Regions from separate parts of the Ovis aries genome. Here region 2 is linked to region 1. A link is a contact called in public Hi-C data. All regions are on one chromosome and are shown on one strand. The core of a region is the stretch at or near the end of the contact, and the rest is flanking DNA. Distances in the headings are between cores, read along the strand shown.

The links. Hi-C and Micro-C count contacts between places; a contact is called where the count stands out from the background.
Region 2: a Hi-C map of hypothalamus shows a contact between it and region 1, with 4 times the contacts expected there. The contact joins the promoter of SELENOF here to the promoter of SH3GLB1 in region 1. A contact is called at or near these places in 2 of 16 Hi-C or Micro-C datasets (hypothalamus and skin fibroblasts).

The regions. Positions count from the first base shown.
Region 1 is chr1:63,852,751-63,859,562 of ARS-UI_Ramb_v3.0, forward strand. It overlaps SH3GLB1 (SH3 domain containing GRB2 like, endophilin B1), which reads left to right and starts at 3,985. Exons shown (of 11, transcript XM_042250670.2): 1 at 3,985-4,404. The coding sequence starts at 4,333. LOC105609232 (a long non-coding RNA gene) reads right to left here and starts at 3,986. Exons shown (of 8, transcript XR_006060011.2): 1 at 3,298-3,986.
Region 2 is chr1:64,004,310-64,011,121 of ARS-UI_Ramb_v3.0, forward strand. SELENOF (selenoprotein F) reads right to left here and starts at 4,152. Exons shown (of 5, transcript XM_004002164.6): 1 at 4,041-4,152. The coding sequence starts at 4,115. It overlaps HS2ST1 (heparan sulfate 2-O-sulfotransferase 1), which reads left to right and starts at 4,692. Exons shown (of 7, transcript XM_012175327.5): 1 at 4,692-5,203. The coding sequence starts at 5,080.

The DNA of each region.
Region 1 (6,812 bases), core at 2,735-5,234:
GCTTCATGATATACAAAGTATCAAAGGCTAAAAATAAGAGTATATGAGAATAAGGCAGGCATGTTAGGAGACTGGCAAAGTTTTGCAGTAGGCTCTGCAGAGTATGTGAAAAAGTTACTTAGATGTAGGAGCTTTTAAGCAGTTATAAAAGTTCAATGGAAGTAAGTCATGCATTGATATTAGCATCCATCTACAAGGTTGTATAATTCTTCTCCCTAATGATGCTTGGCAGTCTGTGAGCATGTACAGAGAAAACATTCATCCAGGACTGTTGATTGATAGGTTAGAAGAATAAAGGGAACTGAGAAGGCTGGTGAAAGTTAAAAATAGGACAATTAAGAATTAAGCATGTGATTGTAGGACTTGATGATGACGATTACATACTTAAATGAGTAAAGAAGTCAGAGATCAAAGGAGGAAAGGAGGGGGAGTTTCAGTCAAAACAAGATTTCCAAATGCAGGACTTCAAAATAACAGAGTACAGAGCGAGTATGGCAATAGATACCTAATCAGCCTTGCTACTTGTCTTAGCCTCCTCTCCAACCCACTATCTACATTGCCTGAAACCTGGTATTTCTAAGTTGAAAGTCTGATCATCTCTCCCCACCCTCATGCCTCAATCCACCAGATGAACTCAATCAAAAGCCAGTTCAAGAAGTCTTATCACCTCTCCTATCCTGATAAGTTAATACCCACTTCCTCTACACTTTCTCCCTTTGCTCAATCTTAAACAAGTTTTTATAGTTTTCCTTCACATACTGTTTTTATTTATAAGTCTGGTTCCCCCACTAGAGTTCCATGAAAGCTCCAATCAAGTGTTACCATCTTTTAAGCCAAATTTCAACAATCTTACTGATAAATTCAACAAGTAGAGGTATGCTGCTGCTGCAGCTAAGTCACTTCAGTCGTGTCCGACTCTGTGCGACCCCATAGACAGAAGCCCACCAGGCTCCCCCGACCTTGGGATTCTCCAGGCAAGAACACTAGAGTGGGTTGCCATTTCCTTCTCCAGTGCATGAAAGTGAAAAGTGAAAGTGAAGTTGCTCAGTCATGTCCAACTCTTAGCGACCCCATGGACTGCAGCCTACCAGGCTCCTCCGTCCATGGGATTTTCCAGGCAAGAGTACTGGAGTGGGGTGCCACTGCCTTCTCCAGTAGAGGTATAGATTCTGGCATTTCTTGTTTGCTTATGCTTGTATCAACACTTTTAATGATGATGTATTTGAGGAAACTCTTTAGGCTATTTGTCCACTACTGTGAAGTTTTATTTAAATAGATAATCTGCAAAGACATGGAACCAGTCACATGTATTATGTGACCATATTAGTAAATAAACTACTAATTACAACTCCTTCAAGTTGTGGAATTCCCACTCTTCCCATAAGGTATTTCATTTACAGTTTGTGACATGTGTCTATCTAATAAATGCAAGGTGGGAACACCAGTGTCAACCCATATTTTTTAAAAAGTAATGAAACAAAATTTTCTGTTTATTAAATTAAAATATATACAAACCAAACTTCTAATGTATATTTTTGCACACCAGTGGATCATCTTGCGTACCCCATGAAGTTTGGATATCATTGGTCTAAACATAAGGTAATGAACTATCTGCCAGCCACTACAAAAAAAAAATTAAAATACATATCATACTACCTAAAATGTCATTTTTATAAAGATTTTTTTCATTTTTAAGCTGAAAATTTTGAGGAGAATTTCAGATATTCAGCACTTTGTATTAATTTTCAAAGATTGCTTTCCTAATACCTTGAACTATTGGAGTAAGAAGTTACTATGGGGGATAGAAAAAGAAAGTGTTAAAAGGTGATCTAAAACCCTTACAGAAAAACCAAGCCTCCAAATTAAAATTCAGGTTACTAGGTACAGCTGGAAGTGAACATTTAAAAGCACTCTGGACTCCCCTTGGCATTTCAACATACTTATAACTACTTGTTCAATTTCTGTCTCATGGGATTAGTTATAAGCTCCCATGAGAGCAAGGGCTATCTGCCTTGTTGCCCGTTATATTCCCAGTCATACGAACAGTGCCACGTGCACACAGTAGACGTTCAAAAAATATTTACTAAATCAGTGAATGAAATGGTACATCTGAAGTTTCAATTAAGAAACTAATCCATGAGAACAATAACAAAAAAATAAGTGCTAAACCTTGAGATTTCAGGTATTTATTCTTATAGCAAATCCATCAGAAGTGTCAGCAAAACACAATGAGAAAGTCCAGGAGATAGCAGAGAAACCGTGGAACAATAAGGTCCTGGAAAGGGGTGTGTTTGTTATTGTGAAGGGGCTGGGTACAGTCACTGTGGAAGTCTGAGAAAAGGCTGTTTGATTTATCAGGAAGATAACTGGCAACTTCAGGAATTCTGTTAAGGAATAGTTACAGAAGTGGAAACCAACTACATGGAATTAGGTAGGAAATTCTAAGATGGTAAGGAAATAGAAACACCACACTAGTCTTATAAATTCACCAGTGAAACTAGAGAAACAGTATTATAGATGGCTCACCAGGAACAAATGAAGATTGTTTTTTCAAGTCAGCATATCTACAAGTTTGAGGAAGAGAATTCAGAGTTTTTTCCTTTCATGGTGAAGGCGGGTGGTGTTGAGATCACTTTGTAGAAATAGAGAATATGACAAAACATGCTTACTGTGAAGACAGACATCTGCAAAAAGATATGGTGTTTTCCATGTAAAAGTCTAAATTGGACAATAAATGACAAAATTCCTGATTATATACTTCCTTTCCCATATTTCTGGCAAGGTAAGTTGAGAAGAAAGAGAGATGGAGTAGATTTATTCTTTTGTAGTTATCTTAGTAAGAAGTGTCTGTTTCTGTTATCACCACAAAGAATACAACTATTTGCATGTTATCTACGCTTCCTTGTAATACTTTGGAACGAATCTTTGTGCCTTTAACACAGCCACTACTGCTCTGACTGCTGTTTCAGTAAAACACTAAGCATGAATGTGAACTCATTTCATTGCCTGCTGGGCCTGCATTTTTCCAGCTCTAATGTAACACAAGGACACTGCGACACACGCAAGAACAGCCTTTTCTTCGAAATACTAACGTCTCTGCCTCCATTCTTGCACCTGTTTCAATCAGTTCTAGCATAGGCTGTATCCTTAAAGCTACTTTAGAAGATACTTGGAATTGCAGGGTTTTGAACAGATTCCACATCATATTCCCATTAGTTATTAAAATTCACATCATATTCTCATTAGTTATTAACATTCTCCTCGCTAAATCGTTAAGCAGTATTCTGTCTCACTCACCGTCTTCTTTGCGTCCCCTATCCCGCAGTTGGTGTCTTGGGCGCCGTATTATGCACTAAGTAGGCACCTAGTGTTGATTTTGTAGTCCAGCGTAGTCCACGGTCACTCAGTCACAAAGCTCTTGTGGAAGCACATAGAAACAGAACTGGCCCCGGGGATGGGAGTTGTCCCTGAAAGTTGTCGAGTAACCGAACTAAGAGCTTTCTGAGGGCAGGGACAATCTTGTTCAGCACGGTGTCTGCAGCACAGGATTCAGTTCTGGTACAAGATGGATAGTCGATAATGCTGAATAAACGAAAAACGGGTTCGGTGGCAACATTTAACTTCAACTCTATTCTGCAAACAGCCGCGTGCCATCCAGGCGTCAGGGAACCAGTAGGGCGCGGGTGCTTCAAGACGACAGGGAACTGTTGGTTCTAATTTCACATACTGTAATTCTATGCTACAATTTCCATATTTTCACTTAAAACAAAACGGGGAGTTTGGGTTCTCTCTGCTCGCGGTTCCCAGGGGCTTAAGCACAAACACCGAGCGCCACAGCGCCCGGAGGCGCGCCCCTAGCAACGAACGCGACCCTGCCCCCAGCGGAACTGGCGGAGCTCCGGGCGCGGTCAGCCGCGGCGCTCCTGAAGGGGTCGCTGTTCCCGCGATAACCTCTATAAAGGCCCCGCCCCGAGGCCCGCTCTCGCTTCCTCTGTTGGGGACCCGGCCCTGAAAGGCCCGGACGCTGCTCTGTCTTGCAAGCCCACCGCGAAGCCCGCCGACGTTAGCGGCATCTCCCCAGGCGGCACAGGCCCTGGGTCTCGGCCGCTGCCGCCTGGACTCGCGGCCGGCTTCGAGGCGGTTGTTCTCTCCCCTCGCCCCACCCTCTCTCTCCCCCTTCACGGAAACGACAGCTGCGGCGGCGGGGCTGGCGCCGCCTCCCTCCACCTACCACGTCTGCCCCCGCCACTCTCGCCCGGCGCCCCAGCCCGGCCGCGGCGCCTCCATCTCCCCGCTAGGTCAGCCGGCTGCTCCGCCCGGCTGACGCCCAGGATGAACATCATGGACTTCAACGTGAAGAAGCTGGCGGCCGACGCGGGCACCTTCCTCAGTCGTGCAGTGCAGGTACCGCGGCGGGAAGAAGGGGTGGCGACGCCCGGGAGGGACAGGGAGGGGTCGCCCGAGACAGCCGCGCCCTCTGCACCCGGCTTCGCCGACCGCCCGACTGGCCTGCCGCGGCCGGAGGCCCGGGTGATGGGCGCGGCCTTGTGCCCCTCTGGGCCTGGCGGCCGTTTTCCTCCCCCTTCTTGCCCAACCGCCGGTGCCGGGGAAGCGAGGCGGAGTGGGGACAGGGCCCGGAGCGTCCTCCCTTCTCTGGAGGCCACCTTGAGTTCGGCCTCGGGCCGAGGCACAGCCCCGCCGGCCTTTCTGACCTCACGGCGCCGCTGCTCGTGTGCCCTCCCTCCCCGGGCGGGCGGAGGCTTTGCGAGTCCGCGGGGTGGTGGAGACCATTCTTGCACCACCCCCACCTTTTCATTCCGTCTCCCTCTCTCCTCGCCAAGTCCAAGAAGGAAGTTTCCTTTTCCTGCCCATCAACCCAGGGAGCTGCCAACGCAGTTCCCTGCCGTCCTCTCACCCTGAGAGGAAGGTTCCCGGTCTTGGCTGTCCGTGGCAGAAATGGAGATCGCCAGTTGGCGTCCAGACTTTGCCAGAGCCACAGAGCTTGGGGGCTTTCCCACTCACTTTCGAAATGGGAAGCGCTGACCGTAGGGCAGTGAGCGAGAAGATTCATGTTGTGCTTATAGTCACAGGGACATTTTTCAAGTAACACTTTAAAGGGGAAAGTTGACTGTCTCATCGTATTCAAAAATAAAGGAAGTGTCGGTACTAGGGAACTTGGACAGTTTTCCAGTCATCACCCACATTATGCCAACTAAGTTAAATCTACGAACAGATGTAAATTTCACCACAACACGGGATATAAACAGTCTGGTGTTTTAAGTTAATGACAGTCACAGTAGCAACAAGATTCTCTTTTGTAAAGAAAAAACAAAAATTGTTTTCTTATGTAACATGCCAAGTTGAAATGTAAATCATGTGTATTGCATTATTACTTTCTTTGTCCCCTTTACTCCAGTTTTATTGACATAGTTGATCTTACATTGCACCGTTTTTGGCAAAAAATGGTAGAACTAGAGCAGGGTAATGGCTGCCTATATTGGGAGCTTTTGGTGGTGTTTTAATGCTGATTCCCTGTGATTCTAGGTGCTGAATGCAGATTTGGCACTACCTAATGCCACTCTTTTCAGTACAGCTAGAGGGACTTCCCTGGCTGTCCGGTAGCTGAGACTACATGCTTCCATTGCAGGGGGCACAGGTTAGATTCCTGGTCAGGGAACTAAGATCCCACACGCCCCGGCAGCCATACATACATATTTCTAGATATGTTTTCAGGTACATAATCCGAACTTCTTAAATAGGACATATATATTACAAATTGATTTAAATAATTGATAGACTTGATTTTAAAAATCTGGCAAAGCTCTCAAGATGTACTTTCCAAATAACGAGTTTCAGTTACTTGTTTCAAATTTTCTAGGAAGAAGTTTTAAAATTCTAATCTGTTAGTTATCAAATAATTTTCAGTCTTAAATGCTTAAGTGCTTAGTGCATGCCTGTGTGTCACTACTATTTTGGACACTAGTGTTTCATAATCAACATAATGTCTGTGCTCCTGGAGCTTACTGTCTAACAGGAAAAAACAAACTAGTAAATACATCAGGCGGTGATGTAGAAACAGGCCAACAGGTTTAGTTAGGTTAAGGGCAAGGGGTAGTGGTTGTTGCCGTGATGGTAAGGGCAAGCCTTTCTATTTCTAATAGGTTCAAATGCAAAAAGACCTCAAGAAGGTGACAGATCCAGTTTTTTTTGGAGTAAAAACATTTCAGGCAGAGGTCGCAAGTGTAGAATCTGAGGTTGCAGGGCTATTAGGGAGACTAGTTAAGGAGCTGTGGCCATAGGACAGGCAAAAGGTGATAGAACTTAAATAAGAATGATAGCAGGGGAGGTTCAAAACCTAACCAGTGTTGCATATTATATTGACTCTGAAGTATGAGAGAAAGATGAGTCAAGGATGACTCTGAGGTTTTGGCTTGAGCCATTTACTAAGGGAAAAATTTCAGGAGGAGCAGGCTCCTTTGATACGTCTTTTTATTTTAAGTCTGTGTCTGTTAGAGGTACATTTTTAAATGTTTATAAACTATCATGTCTGAGAATTGCTTTAAAATGTTTCAGAAGAAGGAAGGGTGGGTAGTTGAAACAACAATGGCAAACGGTTCATACTGGGTTATGGGTTCATGAGATGTTACTATACTATTATACTTCCATGTTTGACGTTTTCTGCAGTTTTTTCAAATATGTAGGAAATAAAGATGGTTCCAAAATGTAATGTGCAATTTGGAGTGCTGTGTGTAGTTTTCAACAAAACATGCTTTCTCATTTTGGTATTTAGTCAATAACTGAGTTCCTACTCT
Region 2 (6,812 bases), core at 2,902-5,401, 150 kb after region 1:
TATATAGTTTCTGTTGGAACTACTCAACTCAGCTACTGTAGCACAAAATCAGTCACAGTAATAAATGAATGTATGTCTGTGTTCCAATAAAACTTCACTTACAAAAACAAGGATTGCTGGATTTGGCCCACCAGCTAACTAAACAAGTTGATAAAACCAAATGGCATATCTCATTGTAAAAAAACTTTAACTACTGCTGGCATACTCCTCCAAAATGCTAATCATCCCACTGGCCTTACATTAAGTCAACATCCTAATTTGATACCTTATACAAACATCCTTTACCTTATGTAAGTAATAGGGGACAGTATATATCATAATGTATCAAAATAGATCAAGTGTACCAGTCTAGCCAGAGGGACCTAAGACCCTTGCTCCTATACTAATACTTTGAATAGTTTCTTTACTTGTAAAGTGATCTGCTTGATCTATTTCACAGGTTAATTTCTATTTCTCCAAAGATGGCCACACCAAAATATATACATCATCCCAAATGTGACTGGCAGGGGCTTGTGACTATTCTGACAAACATGGTGTCAAGAAGTGATAATTATGTGATTTCTGAAGGTAGGCCATAAAAAAGGAAGCCATCTCTGCTTGATTAGGGCTTGCAGGTGCTGCGTCTCTGTTTCTCTAAAATACTCACCTTTTAGCCACCATGCTGTAAGATAGCCTAAACTATAGAGAGAATGTGGAGAGGCCCATGCAGAGAACAGCTGAGGCCTCCAGCTGACAAAGAGCACCAACTACTAGATGTGTGAGTAAAAAGCCTTCATACTTTACTCTTTAGTCTCAGGCTGAGGTCTGAGACACGGTGGAACACAGTCACGCTGTCGTGCCTGTCTGAATTGCTAACCCAAAGAATCTGGGTTAAAATGAACAGGTGATCTGTTTTGTAGCCATGGTAACTAAAACAGGCAATAAAAGCGGAATCATTTTGAAACAGTGAACTGCTAAACAAATGTAAGAAACTGTTACCAAAGCATGTTTTACAAAACAAGCATCTCTAATGAAAACTCATGGGATCGTAATCCTTGGTTTTATTCTGGCATTGACTGAGCACCTACTGACAGGTAGAGTGAACATGCGAAACGTACTTGAGTCTGATGACATCCTGATTCAAATACCAACTCAGAGCAACCTTACTCCTGAACAGGATTAATTACCACTTACTTCACTTCCCAGAGTTTGGCTTCCCTGGCAGCTCAGAGGTTAAAGTGCCTGCCTGCAATGCGGGAGATGTGGGTTCGATTCCTGGGTCGGGAAGATCCCCTGGAGAAGGAAATGGCAACCCACTCCAGTATTCTTGCCTGAAGAATCCCATGGATGGAGGAGCCCGGTGGGCTACAATCTACAGGGTTGCAAAGAGTCGGATACGACTCAGCGACTTCACTTCACTGCACAGAGTTTGGAGGATTAAAGGAGAAAAAGTACTGAAAGCATGTAGTATCCTGTCCAGTACACAGTGAGTACTTAATAAATGTTAGAATTATTCCTTCCACTGTGAAAACAAAAACACTCTATATTTAAATCATTATAATAGACATGGGTTAGAGGTAAGTGTAGGGGAGATAGAAGGTATCGTTAATTTCATGAATGAATCTTTTTTTCTACCATAATTCATTTTTTCCAGACTTGAGGCTTTGACTCAAATAAGAACATCAGAACATATTTTAAAGCACTTTATGACAAAAGGCTAAATAATAGAGGAGAGTTCAACTACAAATTACACCCACCCATCTTTTTATTACATAAAACTAACTGAATAGCATTTAAACGTACACAGTAAGGTCAAATATTACATTTTATTTTTTGTTTTACTGTTATTATTACTATTTTTGGCTCTGCCACAGTGCTTATGGAATCTTAGTTCTCCAACCAAGGACTGAACAGCGCCCTTGGCAGTGAAAGCACGGAGGCCTGGATGACCAGGGAATTCCCCTAAATTTTATAATAATTAGCCACTCTTGTAAGAAAGACATGGATTTTAAGGACAGGGTGGGATAACCCTGACTGGGTAACTACTTAACAGTTTACAACTTTCTCCAATTTTAAGTAGGATTGACAGGCTGAGAGACTATGCGTTATTCATTTATTTTTCTGGTGTTATTGAGTTCTTTAAAAACATGAGGGTTGTTGGTGGAGAAGTTGTAATAACTATAATGCAACATTACCCCTTTGGGCAAAAGTCTGGTATTGCTATACATTTTACTACACTTACACATTCACATGATTAGTTGTCTCTTTACTCAGAAAACTCACAGGGTTCTCACATAGTAATTCTGAAAAGACTCAAATCTGAGATAAAAGTAAATACATGGGTTTACAGACTAGCCCCAAGAAAACAAGTATCAGAAACATTATGACAAGCCATAATGACAAGCTCTTACAAGGCACCAGATACTTTGTAAAGTGTTGCTAAACACTTCACATCATTATTTCATTTAATCTTATCCTCCTATGAAAGAGGAGGTATTATCCTTACCTTATAAAAGAAAAGAAAGTAAAGTCCCTCAGTCGTGTCTGACTCTTTGCGACTCCATGGACAGTAGCCTGCACCAGGCTCCTCCATCCATGGGATTTTCTAGGCAAGAGTACTGGAGTGGGTTGCTATTTTCTTCTCCAGGCAATCTTCCCAACCCATGACCCAGGGATTGAACCCAGGTTTCCCACATTGTACACAGACGCGAAAGGCACCAGCGAAGGTATAAATGAGACCAAAAGAAATCAACAACAGAAACTGCTCAACAGACACATAGAATCATGAGAAATCATTATTTTAAGCCACTATAGGGGGTGCTTACACAGCCACAGATAATCAAACAGTTAAAGAGCTAATGAGATCGGAAGAAGTCAACTTGAAATGTTACTCTATCTTTTCATGGTGGTGAATACAAATTATCTAAGACTGACAAAAAATTCTTGAGTACAAAGTTTAGATAGGGGTCTTCCAATAATTTCTAAGGCACCAAATGACTGAATAATGAAGTATTATAAAGTTAATGAGAAGAATCCACCTTTTATGTAAGGCTGTAAAAGTAAACAGGCAAGATCTTTAAACTCCTTAATGAAAGAAAAGCCCAGGTGTTTGCGGAGGCCTTCCGTATAGACCCTCAATCCTCCAAACCTTGAATAAATTAATCAAACCAGATTTCTAGGAGAATACTCAGCAGACTCAATACAGAGAACACTTGAAAAATTAGGCTGATAAAAGACACTTGTAAAAACTCCAAGTATGATGCCTATTAAAAAGTTTTATTATTCACAGTTGAACGAACTAAAAACTTATAATAAGTCGTTTGTGAGTGAATAGGAAAATAAGTCGAAACTAGCCTCTTCCCATTCAAATATAAAGAAGGTATCTCTTCTGTTAATGGATAAAAACGAAAAAAAAAAAAAACTTGGTTAGACAACGATCGATTTTAAGCGAGATGAAAGCTATCATTTTAGAAAATCAATTTCAAGAATAAATTATGTTTTAGTATGGCGTAGTTCCTTTTATTGCAACAGAGTTGTTTAAAAACCACAAATGATACTGAGGTGTACCCAGCGGCCTGTGAGTGCCAGAGAACAGAGGTAAAAGACTAAGAGTGACTTACAGGGACCACAAACAAATGACAAAAAGAAGTAAAAAGGAAGTGTACCCTGGACCAAAGACTTGAGGGCTTTCCTCTAAGACTTGAAAGGAAGCTTTGTCATAAAGACGACAGTTCCTTGCATTTCTGCTAATTTAAAAACAATCTTCATTTCTTTGCAAAACTTAGTGCCTTTCCCGCCCCTCACCCCTCGCTTTTACGGTGTGTCTTACAGACTGTATTCAAGAAAGTCTCAGGTCAGAAGAAGGAACTGCTAGAAACCCAGGGTGGGGAAAGATAATCTTCAAACGCGGAATAAAGCCACGTCGCACGCCAGCAGCAGCAACCGCTGGGGGAGCCCACCCGTTTCAGCTGTGTTTCCCAAAAGCGACCGAATATTCCGTCTTCCTTAGCGCAATCCCTGTCGCTCGCCCTGGGGCTGCAGCAGAGGTGACCTCCACTCACCGTTTGAAGCACGGTCGCCAGCAGCAGTCGCAGCCCAAACGCCGGGCCAAGCCATCCATCCGGCCGGCCCGCCATCTCCGCCACCTTCCGTAGGTCTCCGGCTGCCGAGAAGACCCCTCTGCTAGGGGCGTCTACTCCAGTGCCTGATCCAAAACAGGCAGCTAAAGGCCGCTGCCATCAAGCCTCTTATTCTGAGGAGACGGGCATTAACTACGGGCATATGTAAGCTTAAAGGTGAGCAAAAACTTTACACTTGATGTAAATATGAAGTCACTGGGTCCTTTCGCTAACTCACATCAGGCATCTCCCTAAACTCCTCAAATCTGTGCTTCCCGGGCTCCTTCTTTTCATTCACGACATTTCCTTAAGCAGTCAAGAAGCCCCGCCTTCGCCAGTTTCGGCCTGCCTCCTTCTCCAAGTTTACCCAATCGAGTGCCGATTTGGTTGACACCTACGGCAAAGGAAACCAACCGTGACACGCACCAAGAGCGAAGCGCTGGAGTTCTTCGGCCCAATAAGCTCAACCGAAAGGGAGTAGAGGGCGGAGCCTCTGGTTGCCGAGCAGCGTACGTGGAGGCGTGCGCGTGGAGGCGGAGAGGGATGGGTAAGGGGCGGGGCCGAGGGCGGCGCAGCCGCAGCCGCAGCGCTGGCGGAGAAGCGCGCGTCCGCGAGCGAAGGAGGGAGGGAAGGAAGGAAGAGAAGGAGGCGGTTAGGCAGGCGGGCGCGGGGGTCGGGGACTGAGGCAGTAAAAGGAGGCGAGAGCCCGGCAGCTGCTTCGCTCTGTGTTTGCTGCACGGGCTTTTGGAGGGAGTCGGCCGTGGAGTCGGTCGAGGAGAAGCGGGCACCGGCGGTGTTGCTGCTGGCGCCTGGGGGCGGGGGACTGGGGACGCGAGAAGGGGGGTCGCTGCAGTGGTTCTCTCGCTGTCGCGCTCTTCTTGCCTTTCTCCCGGCTCCGTGGGCTCCTCCCGGGGTCTCCCTCGCCCCCGGGGCCCCGATCCCCGCCCCCCGCGGTATGTCTTGATCCCGAGCAGCGGGTTTCATGGGGCTCCTCAGGATTATGATGCCGCCCAAGTTGCAGCTGCTGGCGGTGGTGGCCTTCGCGGTGGCGATGCTCTTCTTGGAGAACCAGATCCAGAAACTGGAGGAGTCCCGGTCGAAGCTAGGTGAGGAGCCGGGTCACTCCGGGCTGAGTGGTGTGTGGAAGGGGCCAGGCTGGGGAGGCACTGCAAGCCAAGCAAGTGGGCGTTTATCTAACCTGATATCTGGCTTGGAGGCTGGAGGCTGAAAGAGAACACAAGCCGAATTCATTTGGTGTGAATTAAGCTTGGGTGGTATGCTGGGCTCACGAGGTCAAGGGGCAGAGGTTGCAAGGTTGGACTTTCCCGAGCCAAAGGGATACCCTGAACTAGGCATTTCACGGGGAGAAAGCAAGAGAATATCGAATTCGTTGGGGAGTCAGTACCGACAGTTGGAGGAGACCGTAACGGTCAGGCTTGCCTGTTCTCTTGGAAGTCAAACGGAAAGCTCCAGCAGTGTCAGGCAGGGGGTTTTCTAATTTGAGATGTGGGCACCTGGATACTGAATCTTTTGGGAATGGGGAGGTTCGCGAAGGGACAGATGGGCTGAAATGGAGGGGAGATACTGGAATGATGGTGTGTAAAAGAAATACATTGTAGTGAGTTGCACTCGTGCTGGGGGCAGCAAGGGACCGCGCAACTGACGAGAGAAATAGACTGTCCAGGTAGGACAGAAAAGCAAATAAAAAGCTCGCAAGAGGTTCTGAAACGAGGTAACCAGGCATTTAAATTCTTTTTTAGTGGCGCTAAACTGGTATTTTGAGCTTAAGAAAGGAGTTGTATGTGCATGTTGCTTCGCGGCAATGTTGGTGTAGTGAATTTAGAAGGGGAGGAAACGTTGAGGGGGAATTGCTATAATGAAATTTAAAGTTAACGAGAGGAAGAGTGCAGCAAGTTTACCGTATGGCTAAGTACCTTAAAGAGTTAAAAGATGTTACTTTAATTGGGGGGTGATCTGAAGTACAAAATGTTGGAGTGTGCTGTTGTGAAAGACCAGACGAATGCACAGACAAGTACTTTCAGAGCAGTAAGGAACTGTGGCATTTGGGAAGAGTGAATGGGGAGGGAGTGTTAAAAGAATGTCAGCAATACATTTTGATTTTAAAATGTACATGGCGCTTAAAAATCAGCCCAAGAGGCTGTAATTTGGATATGGAAAATAATGTTTAGTAAGTGTATTTTATACACTTTAACTGCCGCATCATTTAAAATAAGTTTTGAAATGCAAAGGATAAAATAGAAGCTTTATAATTTAGACTCAGAAGTAACGTATGCTGCTGTGATGATTAATGTTTTGGAAAAATCTATCAGAAAATAAGTGTAATATTACAAATAGTAGCTAGCCATTTGCAATTTTGATACTTTGAAAAAAGCACTGGAGACAATTTTAAAGTGCAGTTTATCAAAGAACATCAAATAAATTAACAAGTGCAAATAAATTTGAAGATAGGGACAATTCCACTCTTCAACTCTAAGGTAAAACTTGCCCTGTATAATTTTGAACAGATATCAAATTTATTTTCTATGATTTTATTAATATGTATAGTATACGATGGAAAAATATTCACTTTAAATTTTCAAGGTTGGCCAGTATACTCTTTTTGTTTGTACCCGATTAGCAGCATTCATGGTCATATTCTAGTCTGGTTAATGATCCAGCTTTACAGAAAGAAAAGACTCCTCCTCAAGAAAGTTG